2 separate regions of the Mus musculus genome follow, and region 1 is linked to region 2. The links are chromatin contacts, called in public promoter capture Hi-C maps. All regions are on one chromosome and are shown on one strand. Each heading gives the region's core, a stretch centred on a gene start, on an enhancer-like site or on the middle of the called end of the contact. The rest is flanking DNA. Distances are from core to core; before and after follow the strand shown. Region 1 holds the start of Nprl2 (NPR2 like, GATOR1 complex subunit). Region 2 holds the start of Tlr9 (toll-like receptor 9).

Region 1 (6,787 bases), core at 362-2,861, 1.3 Mb before region 2:
AGAAGAAGAGCTGAAGAGCTCTGCTGGCTGCTCCCCCAACCCCAGCCCCATTGTTCCCTGGACCCTCAGATGTCACTGTGTCAACCCATGGCTATTTCCTGCCCACCAGCTTATTCAAGAATCTTTGCCTCTGCCAGTGGCTGTGTCCTGCTACTTCCCCAACCTTCCCTTGTTCATCTGCCGTCCTGGCAGAGGCGGCCGTACCAATGGGCAGAGTGCAGCGGCCGGAGGCATTCAGCTCTTCCAGCAGGATGGTCATGATGGGCACCAGCTTCTGCTTGCTCTCCTCGTTGGATACAAAGCTGCTCTCAAGCTGGGGAAGACACAGACAGCACAGTGAGTGACCACACCTCAGGCTCCCTGCTGCAGCAACATGGAGCTAGCTGCTGGAGGCTGGGGATTCAAGACACAGGAACTCTCTCCCCACCTGTGCCCACCACGGACGCACCCACCCACCCACCCTGGCCCCATCTTGCTGCAGACCTCCAGCGTGGTCAAGTAGCCGGCCAGCTTTTTAACGATGGGTTCCAGGGCACAAGTCTTAGCCTGAGCGTCACACACAAAGCCCAGGTTGAAGAGGAGAGCATTGCGGCTGTACTTCTTGTGTTCAATGCACACGGGGCAGCCAATCAGCTTCTTCTCCATGGCTGTGCTGGAGAGGTAGAACAGAGTCAGCCTGCCCCGCCCCCACCCCCACCCCCAAGCCAGGCTGGGACCCCTCTCCTCCCACCCAACTAAAGCCTCACACAGTGATGAGCTTGTTCTGTAACTCGGGCTTGGTGATGATGTACACCTGGACCGTGTCAAACAGTTCTCGCGAGATGAAATCCTCAGGGACCTGGAGAAGGCAGCCATGAGAGAGAGCTCCCTCAGTGGACGTTGGGTCCGGGCAGATTTTTACAGCCCACCCAGGCACAAGTCCCTCTACCGTTTTCTTCCCTCATCCACCCAGTGGTCTACTTTGTGCTTCCAAACACATGCTATGTTTTGGCAAGCTCCCTTGGCTTTTGCGTTCACTATTCCCACTACCTGGAATACCCCTTTCTACCCTCACCTAACTTTTATATATCATTTGTCTTGGTCCAGTGTTTCTCTTGGGTCATCTAAACCTTCATGAGCCTTAGCACCTCCCCGAAACCTATAGCCTGATTCTGTTTGGGGGACAAAACTCCTCCCCCACACTAGAACCTGATTCAGTTTGGGGGACAAAACTCCTCCCCCACACTAGAAACCGGAGACCTGGGTCTGTGTACCCTCTCCATTCAATGGAAGAGACACGCGTGGATGAACCACAACCCCTCCAGGCGGCCAGCTGAGCTCCAGAGAGCATCCCTCCCCTCGCCTAGTCCGGGAGTGTGGAAGGCACCTGATAGGTAATTTTGGGTCCCAGCGTTGGGTGGAACTCGCTGAAGAATATACATTCGATGCGGCAGCTGCTGCCCATGGCGCTGTCTGGATCCAAGTCTGTAATCCCTGTTTTTCGTGTGGGGATCGCCTCTACGCCTTGGAATACCCTGTCAAAAAGAGAAAGAGGCCCGGGTAGGTCACACAGGTTTGTGAGCGCAAACCCAACGAGCCGTCAACTCAACAGCGCCTGCGCAGGGCGACTCAGGGGGCGTGGTTGCCGCTGGATGGGATGGGAGGGGGCTTGTCCCAGGAAGTCTCGGGTGGGTAGACATCGCACCCGGAAGTGAAGCTACTCCGTAACGGAGCGGTGGCGCGGCTGGCGGGGCCGAGGGTCCAGTTTATTTTGGAGGAAGTCACTGCGTAGAACCTGAGAAGCAGGTGAGGAGGGCAAAATTCTACGGTGGAGGTACAGCGTGTCAGGTGCACATGGGGAGGCAGTGTGCAAAGAAATTCACGCTTAGGTAGGGAAGCAGCTGGGAAATACAATTCCCGTAGTGCTCCACGCCTTCCGTTCCGGCTAACGATGACGTGCTGCATTCTGGGATTTGTAGTCTTCCTCCTCCCACTTGGAAGGTGCGATCGTTACCACTTCAAATACAGGTGTTTGACAGGTAGACTGCTAAGTTGGGACTGTTAGTGCCGGCACTACTCTGCTCCTGTCATAACTTCTCCGGGAAAAGGTGCCATTTCTGTCCTGAGTTACTGTCCCCAGTGAGGGGCGTGGACAGTGGGCACTCTTGCCAACGCCTACGATGCTTTCAGGCTGTGCAGCTATCGGCTGGGCTGACCATGGCCCTTTCTGTGGAGACGGAGTCGCATATCTACCGAGCTCTGCGCACTGCCTCTGGGGCTGCAGCCCACCTCGTGGCGTTAGGCTTTACCATCTTTGTTGCTGTGCTTGCCAGACCTGGCTCCAGTAAGTAGAATTCATAGTCCACTTATGGGAAGGGAAAAGCTACTTCTCTTGGGGAACAGGGGGCAGTAGGAAACGATGGGCGTAACTCCTGAGAACAGGATTGACTGGCTGAAGGATATTCTCTGTTGAACGTATTTAACGTCGTGGGAAGAGCAGACCAGTGTGGGGGCTCTGCCCGCCAGGGCAAGCTTTAAGTACATGGCTTCTCTTCCTTTGATTTGGCATTTCATTCCTGACTTGTGGGGATGCTGGAGGAAGGAGCCGCCAGAGGAGTGGCAGAGCGTGCTTTCTGTCCAGGGAAGAGAACAGGGGGTGGGTAAGATGAGCTTGTTACTGGAGGAGGCTCGCATTTTGACCCCTCCTTGGGTGATGGATGGGCTGTCCATCCCGGCTATAGAGCCTGGTATGCTGGTTTCTTTTTCCCTAGTTCCATGAGGCGCCCTCTTCTCATTCCAGGTCTGTTCTCCTGGCACCCCGTTCTTATGTCTCTGGCTGTAAGTAGTGGGTTTGGGTAGCTTTTAGGGGTAGAATGTGGGCGTTGTTGGTGGCTCTCAGAATCCTTGTAGGCATTTAGTGCCAGTGTAGACGAGCTGTATGTCCTCACTCCTGCTTCTGACGAATATCCAAGGCTTGAAAACGGTATTCATGACCCAGGACGAACAGATGAAGCTCACCCAAGCACAAAAGGGCGGCTTCTCTCACCTCCAGCTAGGAAGCTGAGAAATGGCATTTGGAGGCTGCTCTGTCCCTAAAAACCTTAATTTCTGGTGATGCATCTAATTGTCCCTGAAACAGTGCACCCGTGTGGCTAGCTCTTGCCAAGAAATTGTATCCTGCCCCATGGAAGGGAGACAAAGCTTGTGAATCATTTATAACTGCCATGTCTCAAACCTTGTTTGCTGGGTCACATAGCCGAGGTGACATTTCAGAAAAACACCCAGGAAGAAGTCTGGAGAGGCAGCTCTAACTACTCAGGGCAGCCATTTTGTGCCACACAGGGCCTTCATCTTATCAAGTGCAGCATTTTGTCCTTGGGGGAAGGGGACGGAAGGGGGTGCACCTTTGTGGAGGGTTAAGTGCTCAGAGCTCACTTGAGTTTTTGTCTCCTCAGTTCTCCTTCCTGATGACCGAGGCACTCCTGATGTTCTCTCCTGAGAGTTCCCTGCTGCGGTCCCTCTCTCGGAAGGTCCGCGCACGCTGCCACTGGGTGCTCCAGCTGCTGGCCCTACTCTGTGCTCTGCTGGGTCTAGGTCTTGTCATCCTCCACAAAGAGCAGCTTGGCAAAGCACACCTGACCACTCGGCATGGGCAGGCAGGGCTGTTAGCTGTGCTGTGGGCAGGTCTGCAGTGTTCAGGGGGCATGGGGCTGCTCTACCCCAAGTTGCTGCCCCGATGGCCCCTGGCAAAGCTGAAACTCTACCACGCCACTTCTGGGTTGGTGGGCTACCTGCTGGGCAGTGCCAGCCTCCTGTTGGGCATGTTCTCACTCTGGTTCACTGCCACTGTCACTGGTGGTGCCTGGTACCTGGCTGTGTTGTGCCCCATCCTCACCAGTTTGGTAATCATGAACCAAGTGAGCAATGCCTACCTGTACCGCAAGAGGATCCAGCCATGAGCACTCACCAGTTATTACGAAGGCTGGATTTGCACCTCAGCTTCGGACCAGGAGCTCGGAACCTGTTGGACTCTCACAACTGACAGGGTCTGGGGACATTTCAGGGACTAGGGCACTCAGGGGTAGATCTCCTCACACTAGAGTGTCTCCCTTTTCTTGCTGTCAACCCAGGGGAGCATGGTCATGTGTCTGGGTGAAGTTGGAGTTGCAACAGTCTCCCCAGCAGCCATACAGCTTATATTTGTACTGGTATGTCCAGAAATCATGGAGGAAAGAAAAGTAAAATAAACAAACAGAATCCTGAAAACCTGTCGGGAGGAGCAGCGCAGAGTTGAGGATGGTTCTTGCTAATGCATCATGGTAAGAAAATGGTCAGCTGGGTAAGGAGGGGCCCCTCCTTGAATGGGAGTCCTCAGAGCCTGCTGTGAAACTTCCTCTGATCCCAGTGCATTGGGGGGCTAAGTGTGGACGGCACAGCTATTTCCAGCTAATTGTGCTAGAGTCTGGAGACTATGGCCAGTGACAGGAGATGGACTTAGAAGTTGAACCATGGTCATTTGTGGTGGCGGGCAGATCTCTGTGAGCTCTAAGCCAACCAAGGCTACATAGTAAGATCCTGTCTCAAAAGGGAAAAAGAAAGTAGAATCATGAACAAGAGAAATTTGCCTTCTGTTTCTGAGACAAGGTTTCAAGTCTCCCAGGTGGGCTTTGAACTCACAACATGGCCTAGGATGACAGACTTCAGATTCTCCTGTTTCACCGCAGTGCTAGGATTATAGATGTATGTACCATGTATGTCCATACCATGCCCCACTTATGTAGTGCTGGGACCCAAACCCAGAGCTCTGAAATGCTAAGCAAGTGTTCTGTCATCCAAGCTATGCCTTCAGCGCCTGGTTTTGTTTGTTTGCGACATGGATTATAGATATGTGCCACCATGCCCTGCCTAAGCCAGCACCTACTGATGGAGAAGTCTGTCAGGTCCACTGGCTGAGGGTCTCCCCAGTAGACCGAGGAGAGGGAAAAGGAGAAAGGGACTAAGGTGATGGCTCAGGCAAGACTGCCCAGCAGCAGGTGTGTATTAATAGACAAGAGGTATGGGCAGTGGGATTCTTAGCCAGGTGGAGGTGTCATGGAACTGAGCCCTAGAACCCAGAAAACACATTTAACTTTGCATCTGATAAAGATGAGAGGGCTGCACAAGGTGGTCTGACGGAGCCCAGGAGCCAGACCTCAAAGAACCGCTTTATTGATACTGTGAAGCAGGTTTGGCTGCCCGCTCAGATGGTCCTGTAGAAAATACCTGGGAGCTGTGGCAGCCCCGGCTAGGCACAGTTGTCACTGCCACAGCAGAAGGGCACAAGAAACCCTGATGAGAATGCAGTCTGGGGGTGGGCGGGGATGTTCAGACCCACACTGGCTGGGTCCCCAGAACATTTTTGGCAAACACAAATCCTTGCCTTGGCTCGGGGCTGTTGGCAACCAGTTTCAGACATAAGGGCTGGCCCAGGAGCCGTGGCACCAGTGTCCCTGCAGCCACTTCCTTGGTGAGGAATTGTACCGCTGAGGTACAATCTTACTGCAAATGGGGATCTGCACTGGCTGCTGCTCAGAGACCCCGTACCTGGCATTGTGGTTGTCTGGAGTCAGAACCAGGTAGCAACAAGGGTCCTGTGTTAGTGTTGTCCAGACACAGCGGAAGGCCACAGGAACCCCCAGCAGACCCTCTTCCCTCTCCTCAGAGCAGTCAGTGCTCTGCAGTAGCCGAGACGGATCGGGAAGGCATGGGAGTAGAAGAACTGCACTCAAAGTGGTCTAGAGTAGGGGAGCTGTCTCCAAGGTGATGAGACTGGATTCCGGGACGGTCACCTTCCCTGGGGGCGTGGAAGCTTCTTCTAAGGGCAGAGGACTGTCCGTTTTTGCCCCAGCTTCCTCTTCGTCATCATCCATGCTGGGCCAGGCTGACTGATCCTCCACTCTCTTCAGCCGCTCATTGAGAGCCTTTAGGGCTAGTTGCCTGGAGCCAGAAGAGAAAAGGCAGGTTACACTGGGTTTGGGAGACCAACATACTCTGCAACCTTCTTCAATAAGGCCAAATCCTCCTACCAAAGAGGTTTGCCTCCAAATCCCACGTTTCCCATCCCCGTGCCGCGTCTAAGAGCCTGGGCCAGGATCTGCTTTGGCAATTGAATGAGGACCCAAGGCACCTCCAGACTGAGAAGGCTACCTAGATGTTGGCAGCCTACCTAGCAGGCCAGCCACCACGGATACTTCTGAGTTTGCTAGCTAAAGACGGGTGGGTGTAGTGCTTCTGTCAGGAGTGGCGTGTTTCAGTCCCTAGAAATGCGTCCCACGTGCGCTGGTGTCATTTCCAAGGGCAGGGTTATTTGGCTTTGTGGTACTAGGGATTAAAGCGAAGGCCAGCACTCCACCACAGAGCTGTCCCCAGCCCTTAAACACTTTTTTTTTTAGGCAGGTCCATACTGCTTCAAACTAGCTCTGTAGCACAGGCAGCCCTTGGATCTCCTGTCTCAGCCTCCCGAGTAACAGGATTAGAGCCTGTATCACCAGGCTCCCTCAGCGAAGGGCTCTTAATGAAGCAGCCTCAACTTGCATGGCCCTTCCTATGACAATTTTTCTAGAAGCTTTTCTCAAAGCCACCCAGACCTTAGCAGAGCCTTTGTAGCAGAAACAGCCATGTGGGAAGGCCAGAGAGCAGGGTCTGTTGTTTCCACAGGGTAGACTTCTGCAGGCATTATTTTGAGAAAAGGTGGGAAAATACCCTTGGAAATTTTCTTTAGGACACCCGAGAAGTCTCAAGCTGTAGGGCCTGCAGCATGCCTTGAGTG
Region 2 (6,805 bases), core at 1,286-3,785:
ATTTCCAGTGGTACAAGTCCAGTTTGTTATGGGACAGGTCCAGCACCTGCAGATTAGTCAGCGGCAGGAACTGAGAGCCATTGACAGCCTGTGCAATGGAGTTGTGGCTCAGGCTAAGACACTGGAGGCGTGAGAGATTGACAAACATCTCTGGCTTGATAGTCACCAGGTTGTTCCGAGACAGGTCCATGGTGAACTTGAAGTTCTTACACCTGTCCATGAAGTTCTTAGAAGCAGGGGTGCTCAGCGGAGCTGGGTGAGGATCCGCAGACAACAGCTCCTCCTGCTCTGCATCATCTGCCTCTTCAGGGGTGGCTTCTGACAGCGTTGAAGGCCCACTGATGCGATTGTCTGACAAGTCCACAAAGCGAAGGGCTCGGAAGGTACCAAAGATGCTGAGCTGTGCCTGGTTGATGAAGTTCATTTGAAGATGCAGAGTGTGGAGTTTGGGCAGATCGGCCAGCCATCTGAGCGTGTACTTGTTGAGCAAGCGGAAGAAGATGCCGTTCATGTTCAGCTCCTGCAGTGACACCAGGTTCTTAAAGGAACTTGCCAGGTGGAGGCGGGCAAAGGATACCTTCTTGCGGTAATTGAAGGACAGGTTGAGCTTGCGCAGGCGGGTTAGGTTCTGAAAGGCATTGGTGTGGGTGATGCTTTCATAGAGAAAGTTCTCGCTTAGGTCCAGCACCGAGAGGTTGACCAGACCTTGGAACCAGGAAGAGTTCAGTGTATGGAGAGAGCTGTCCTTCAGCACCAGGCCTTCCAGATGGCTCAGGTGATGGAAGGTCTCAGGGTGCAGGTGGAGGGACTTTTGGCCACATTCTATACAGGGATTGGGGGCATGGTCACAGCGACGGCAATTCCCACCCACATCAAGTACTCGAAGGGAGGTCAGATTGGCCAGGTCTTCAGGCCCCAGCTTGACAATGAGGTTATAGGACACCAGGAGGTACTCCAGGCTGGGGGGCAGTTGGCGGGGCACCTTTGTGAGGTTGTTATACTTCAGAGACAGATGGGTGAGATTGCTCAGGCCCAGGAGGGCGCCTGGGGTCACCTTCACCGCTCCTGTGCAGGGGTTCTTGTAGTAGCAGTTCCCGTCCATGAAGAGAACGCGCAGGCTGTATAGGCCGGCGAGGCTGTTAGCATCTAGAACCAGGATGTTGGTGTGGCTCAGGCTCAGATTCACCAGGGAGCTGGGCAGTCGGGGCACAGTGGTGATACCATTATAGCTCAAGTTCAGCTCCTCCAGTGTACGCATAGCCAGGAAGGTTCTGGGCTCAATGGTCATGTGGCAAGAGAAGTGCAGGGGGCTAAGGCCAGTGGGTGGACAGTTCCACTTGAGGTTCAGCTGCCGCAGGTTGGACAGGTGGACGAAGTCAGAGTTGTGCAGGTGGTGGATACGGTTGGAGATCAAGGAGAGGCGGGTGATGTTGGAGCAGGATGCTGCCGCAGAGAAACGGGGTACAGACTTCAGGAACAGCCAATTGCAGTCCACCAGGCCATGAGGCTTCAGCTCACAGGGTAGGAAGGCAGGCAGGGTACCCAGGGCCAGAGTCTCAGCCAGCACTGCAGCCTGTACCAGGAGGGACAAGGGGTGCAGAGTCCTTCGACGGAGAACCTGTGAGAGCCAGGGCTAAATGAGCAAGTGTCTACTGTCATTGTACACTCTTCTACCCTCTCCTCCACACTGGGACTTTCTTCAGGGCTTCCAAGTCGTCTTCAAGTGTTTCCCCACTGCCCCAACAACCAGCCTCCTTCTAGCTACTCAGATCCACCATTTGGGTTTAGGCACAGCCGCTCAGAGCAAGGACACAGAACCAGGACTAGGCTGGAATCCAGGCCCCAGACTTGGAGCTTTTGCTCAGAACACAACCCGTAGCAGAGCCGAGACAGCCTCCAGCAGGCCTACTGGGGCTCTCCCACTTTCTCTTCCTCTCCTCTGGGGCCTCAGCTTTTTCCTCCTGACCACAGCAGCTGCCTGAGATCTGTACCTCCACCCCACCCCCCTGAAGCCTTGCTCCACTAGCCTCCTGGATTCTCCTTGACCAAAATGCAGGGAAGACTGAACCCTTACTGAGGTATAGGTTGGGTTCCATCTAGGCTTTGACGGCACTTGCTGGCTCTTGTTAGCCCCCATCTGACTCCCCAGTCTGACTTGAGAACCCTCAACCTGCCGAGAGGTCGAAGACTCGGAATGAGCAGTGGGTGGCAGGTCTGCAGGCCAAGTGCTACCATTAACCGAAGTCTGGGGCTTTAGCCTCCCCATCCACCCAGCAGGTTCAACTCTCTGCTCAGGGGATGGCTTTTGCTCCAATTCCCTTAGGGTTCCATGAGTGTCCCAAGGGCACAAAGTGGACAGTCCTTTCCATTGCTGTCCCTTCCCATGGTGCCCCTCCCCCCAGGGGGGCTAAGAACTGGGGTCCTACCATGTTGGGAGATGGAGGATTCTCCCGAGGCTCCCTCTGACAAACTGGGCGGCAGAGAATGATGTTCCACACCAGGGTCTCTCAGAGAATTGAGGAAGTGACACTTTCACTACAGCTTAGTAGCTACTTTGTCCCTACCCTGAAAGAGCAGGTGGTACAATGAGTCACACATCATTTGCATAGTCAGATGGCAGACAGATAACCCCCTCAACCCCTTCCTCTTTCCACTCTCCTCCCCACCCCACAATCAGCCAAAGGGTATCACATATGCCCCCCACCCCCCAAAGAGCTGTGGGAAGGAACCAAAACCCAGACTCCAGCCCAAGGTCAATGAGAAACCAGATTTTAATAGCACCAGAGCTAGGCAGAGCACTGACCCTCGTGAGGAGGGTGTCACCTCACTCTCATGCCTCAGTGCCTGTCTCATGGGTGCTCTCGGGACAGTGGCTCTCTCACCTACTCTATCCCCAGAACTCTATGGAGAGCATCTGTGAGCCAGAGGCTGGAGCCAACATCTGCTTTCCTACTACGGCAGCCTTCACATCTCTTCCAGCAATAGTATCTCCCACTCTGCATCTCCACTTCCCGAAACGCCCAGTCAGACTCCAGACCCCAGAGCACAGCAAGCTGCTGGAGCTTCTGAGGTAGGCTGCGGCTGGTCCAGCCAAGATTCTGGCTGATCTTGCTGTCATGTGACACTGTTCCTGGGGAGATGTGAGCAAGTGTGTACTCACCCAAGTGACAGACCAATGACAGACCAAAACCGAGGTACCACTGACGTCCAAGTTGGTTTACCAATGAATTTTATTGGAGTTACTGGTTGAAGTATGGATGAGGGGTTACTAAAAGGAGCAGAGATGACTCAAAGACAGCTGTATCACCAAAGCATAGGTCATGGATACTACAGAAGCTAGAAATGGAGAGCTCATGGCACAATGTATTGACAGCTCAACCTGGGGCATTGTGGGAAGTGGGGATGCAGAGTGGGAGACACTATCCCAGTTGGACAGTGAATTGTCCAGGCAAGACAGTTGGTCTGAGCCTTTTTCAGGCAGCTCAGCTGGTCTCTGCTTCTTTCAAGCTCCTCTGTGCACCTCCCTTTGTCTGAGCGTGCTTCTTAGCAGTCTCCACTGTCCATATAAGCTTAGGGAGGACCAATTGCATCTGGTCACTTTCAGGAACTTCCTGAAGCTTTTTTTCAGTTGTTTATATCCTGAGGTGTTTTTGTTTGTTTATTTGTTTCCTCAAGACTAAGTTTCTAGCCCTGGCTGTTCTGTAACTCATTCTGTAGCCTGCCTCTTGTCTCTTGCGTGCTGTGATCAAAGGTGTATGCCACACCACCCTATCTCCCTGGGGGATGGAATGGTTCACCGGTTGGAAGCACAGCCAGGAGGTCCTTGTGCCTACAGAGATCGCCAGAGGAACCAAGAACGTTAAGCACACTGGGTTGTCTTTCTCATGGGAAAGATGAAAAACCTGTTCTTCCATGCGGAAAGGTGAGGGCAGAAAGTGATTAACCTTCTGGTGATGTTGGGCCAGACCACAACAAGCTCCTACAACCAGGACCAGAGGTGGCCAGTGTTACAAAATATATAAATTGTGGTGGGAGTCAGGGAGTACTTGGCAGGCCAAGGAGAAATCATGTCACGTGACAGGCCTGATTTAAGGGAAGTTTATTGTGGGGGGAAAGGAGGGGAATGGGGACCTGGAAAGGGGGTAGAGGCAGAGAAAAGGAGGACAGTGGGGGAGTGCTGAGGTAGCAATTAGTCCTCTTTATAAGCTGTGCCTCTGCTTCGCCCGCTGCAACTGGTAGATGGCAGGTGATGGCACAAGCCTAGGTCCTTGGGAGGAGCCTAGTGGAATCTGTTAACCAACAGCGAGTAATCTAAATGACTGTTGCAGCCAGAGACCCCTCCAAGCTCCCACAACCAGGACTAGGGGTGGCTAATAGCCCAAATGACTTCTGTGCTATCTGTATGACTGAGACCAGGCCAGACCCATAAGCTAGTACAGGTAGCCTACTTCTAGAACCCATCTTTTACCCAGAGTTGAGTTTCAATGTAATTCTTCATCCTTGTGCTTCAGGGATAGTATTATACCAGGTAACTTCCCCCCACCCCCAAATTACACTGGGCTGAAATCCATTGGGAATAAACCGCGTGTTATTAAGGTTTCCAAAGTCTGATCCAGGTTGACAAAGTCAATCTGCACCTGGTTTTCATTCTTTTTTTTTTTTTTTTTTTTTTTTTTTTTTTGGTTTTCGAGACAGGGTTTCTCTGTATAGCCCTGGCTGTCCTGGAACTCACTTTGTAGACCAGGCTGGCCTCAAACTCAGAAATCTGCCATCCTCTGCCTCCCGAGTGCTGGGACTAAAGGCGTGCGCCACATGCCTAGCCACTGGTTTTCATTTTTGTTTCTTTATGGCCGCTGGTTTTCAGTTTTGTTTCTTTATGGGGTTCACTTCCCTGTTTGACCCCTCCAGGAGCCTCCTCAGCCTTCCTTGGAGGTAAGTGCTACCCAACGCTGACCTACTTGGCTGTCACCTTCTCCTTTGGCCCTGGTGACTAGAGCTGGTTCTTCAAGCTCAAAGCCCCAGAGACCCTGGAGAGACATTAAGCCCTGATTCTGTCCCTTTAGAAACTGCCCACTGCTCACAACCTGCCTATCCACCTGCTGCCTGAGCTGACATCATCTCTAATCTAGACTCCCCCCCACACACACACACACGTCCTGCTCAAGTCCCCTGCAGCCTGTCCATATTGAGCCCCTGGAAAGGCTTGTTCAAACCTTTCTCTCTCTCTGTGATGGTTTGTATATGCTTGGCCCAGGGAGTGGCACTATTAGAAGCTATGGCCCTGTGGGCATGGGCTTTAAGACTTTCATCCTAGTTGTCTGGAAGTCAGTCTTCCACTAGCAGCCTTCAGATGTAGAACTCTCAGCTCCTCTGCACCATGCCTGCCTAGATGATGCCATGCTCCTGTCTTGATGATTATGGACTGAACCTCTGAACCTGTAAGTCAGCCCCAATTAAATATTGTCCTTATAAGGGTTGCCTTGGTCATGGTGTTAGTTCACAGCAGTAAAACCCTAACTAAGACACACTCTCTCCATATAGGTGCACAAATATATGGAAATACATATGTGTGTGTGCATACGTGTGTGTTGCCTGCATGTATGTCTAAGTACCTCTTGCTTACCTGGTATCTGAGGCAGTCAGAAGAGCATGCCAGATCCCCTGCAACTGGCACACACAGCTGTGAGCCGCCATGTAGTTGCTGGGAATTGAACCCAGGTCTTTTGGGAAAGCAGCCAGTGCTCTTAACTGCTGAGTCATCTCTCCAGTAGCCTCTGTTCAAATACTTTCATTCTGGGTCCCTCCTTTGCCCAGATCTATAAAAGTAACTTTATTCTACTCTATTAATTGTTGGCTTAGAGGATTTACTGCCTGCCCATCTGCTAACCTAGGCCTAGTCCCGGAAGCTTCTAGCCTCTTTACAATCTTCTTGTCTAGGTCTAAAATGTTTTCAGCCTCTGAGACTTGCTGCTGAATAAGCTCACCCCTTCTAGTTCTTTCTGAGAGCTGGCTGGCTGACTCAACTCAGCTGTTCTGGCTCAAACTCCTCTCCAAGCTCATTCGATCTAGCTTCTCTCAATTTCTGATTGAGATGCTCTGCTTGGCTTTAAACGAACTTTGGCAATATGTTCTAATCTTCTGGCTCCTTCTCATTCTCTGGATCGTTCTGTCTTTAATGTTCTGTCTCTGTAAAATTCTCCCCATAAAACTGCCTCCCCCTTTCTCTCTGATGCTTTCTCTCGTATGTAGCTTCCCTTTCCTCTCTCTTCTCCTGAGAGTTGGGCCTATCCTAGTCTGTCAACTCTTTCTCTGATTCATCACTTTGTCTGCCACTCAATTAGCCATCACTTTCAAACATGGGTGCTTCCTTCTACAAACTATTTTACCTTCATTATTTGTGTAAAGGTGTGTACTAAGGGTGTGTCTGAATCTCAGCTAGAGGGATTAAAGAATGTGCTAAGGACTGGGCCACACCACAACTAGAAACAGGTTTTTGTTTTTTGTTTTGTTTTGTTTTGCTCACAATCTTGGGGTTCACAGTGTGATCAAATATCCTGCAACACAGATCCTTCCATAACTATCCCGAGTCCTAGTCACTGTCCATGCAGTGGCTCTGTGTGCTCTGTCCTTCCACTTCTCCCCAGTACTGCATCACATAACACCCCTCAGCCCTTCCCACCGTATGATAAGTAGGTACTGTGTATAACCAATCAATCCTCCCCACCTGTAACCCCAAGAAACCTCTGAGGAAAGTCGGGTAGCCTGTGGCCAACTTACAGGTTCAATTTCCTCTCTCCAGAAAGAA

What was found. Promoter capture Hi-C pulls out the DNA fragments that hold promoters and counts their contacts.
Region 1: a contact with region 2 is called in a promoter capture Hi-C map of pre-B cells, with 5 times the contacts expected there. The contact joins the promoter of Nprl2 here to the promoter of Tlr9 in region 2. A contact is called at or near these places in 1 of 39 promoter capture datasets (pre-B cells), 2 of 115 datasets of contacts at active chromatin or transcription factors (bone marrow-derived macrophages and pancreatic cancer cells) and 1 of 9 other capture datasets (pancreatic islet).

The regions. Positions count from the first base shown.
Region 1 is chr9:107,537,033-107,543,819 of GRCm38.p6, reverse strand. Nprl2 (NPR2 like, GATOR1 complex subunit) reads right to left here and starts at 1,611. Exons shown (of 11, transcript NM_018879.2): 1 at 1,367-1,611; 2 at 747-838; 3 at 484-652; 4 at 205-313. The coding sequence starts at 1,444. Cyb561d2 (cytochrome b-561 domain containing 2) reads left to right here and starts at 1,627. Exons shown (of 4, transcript NM_001357289.1): 1 at 1,627-1,785; 2 at 2,170-2,323; 3 at 2,780-2,817; 4 at 3,435-4,809. The coding sequence starts at 2,197. The coding sequence ends at 3,938. Tmem115 (transmembrane protein 115) reads right to left here. Exons shown (of 2, transcript NM_019704.2): 2 at 5,164-5,955. The coding sequence ends at 5,754.
Region 2 is chr9:106,218,328-106,225,132 of GRCm38.p6, reverse strand. It overlaps Tlr9 (toll-like receptor 9), which reads right to left and starts at 2,535. Exons shown (of 2, transcript NM_031178.2): 1 at 2,427-2,535; 2 at 1-1,618. The coding sequence starts at 2,429.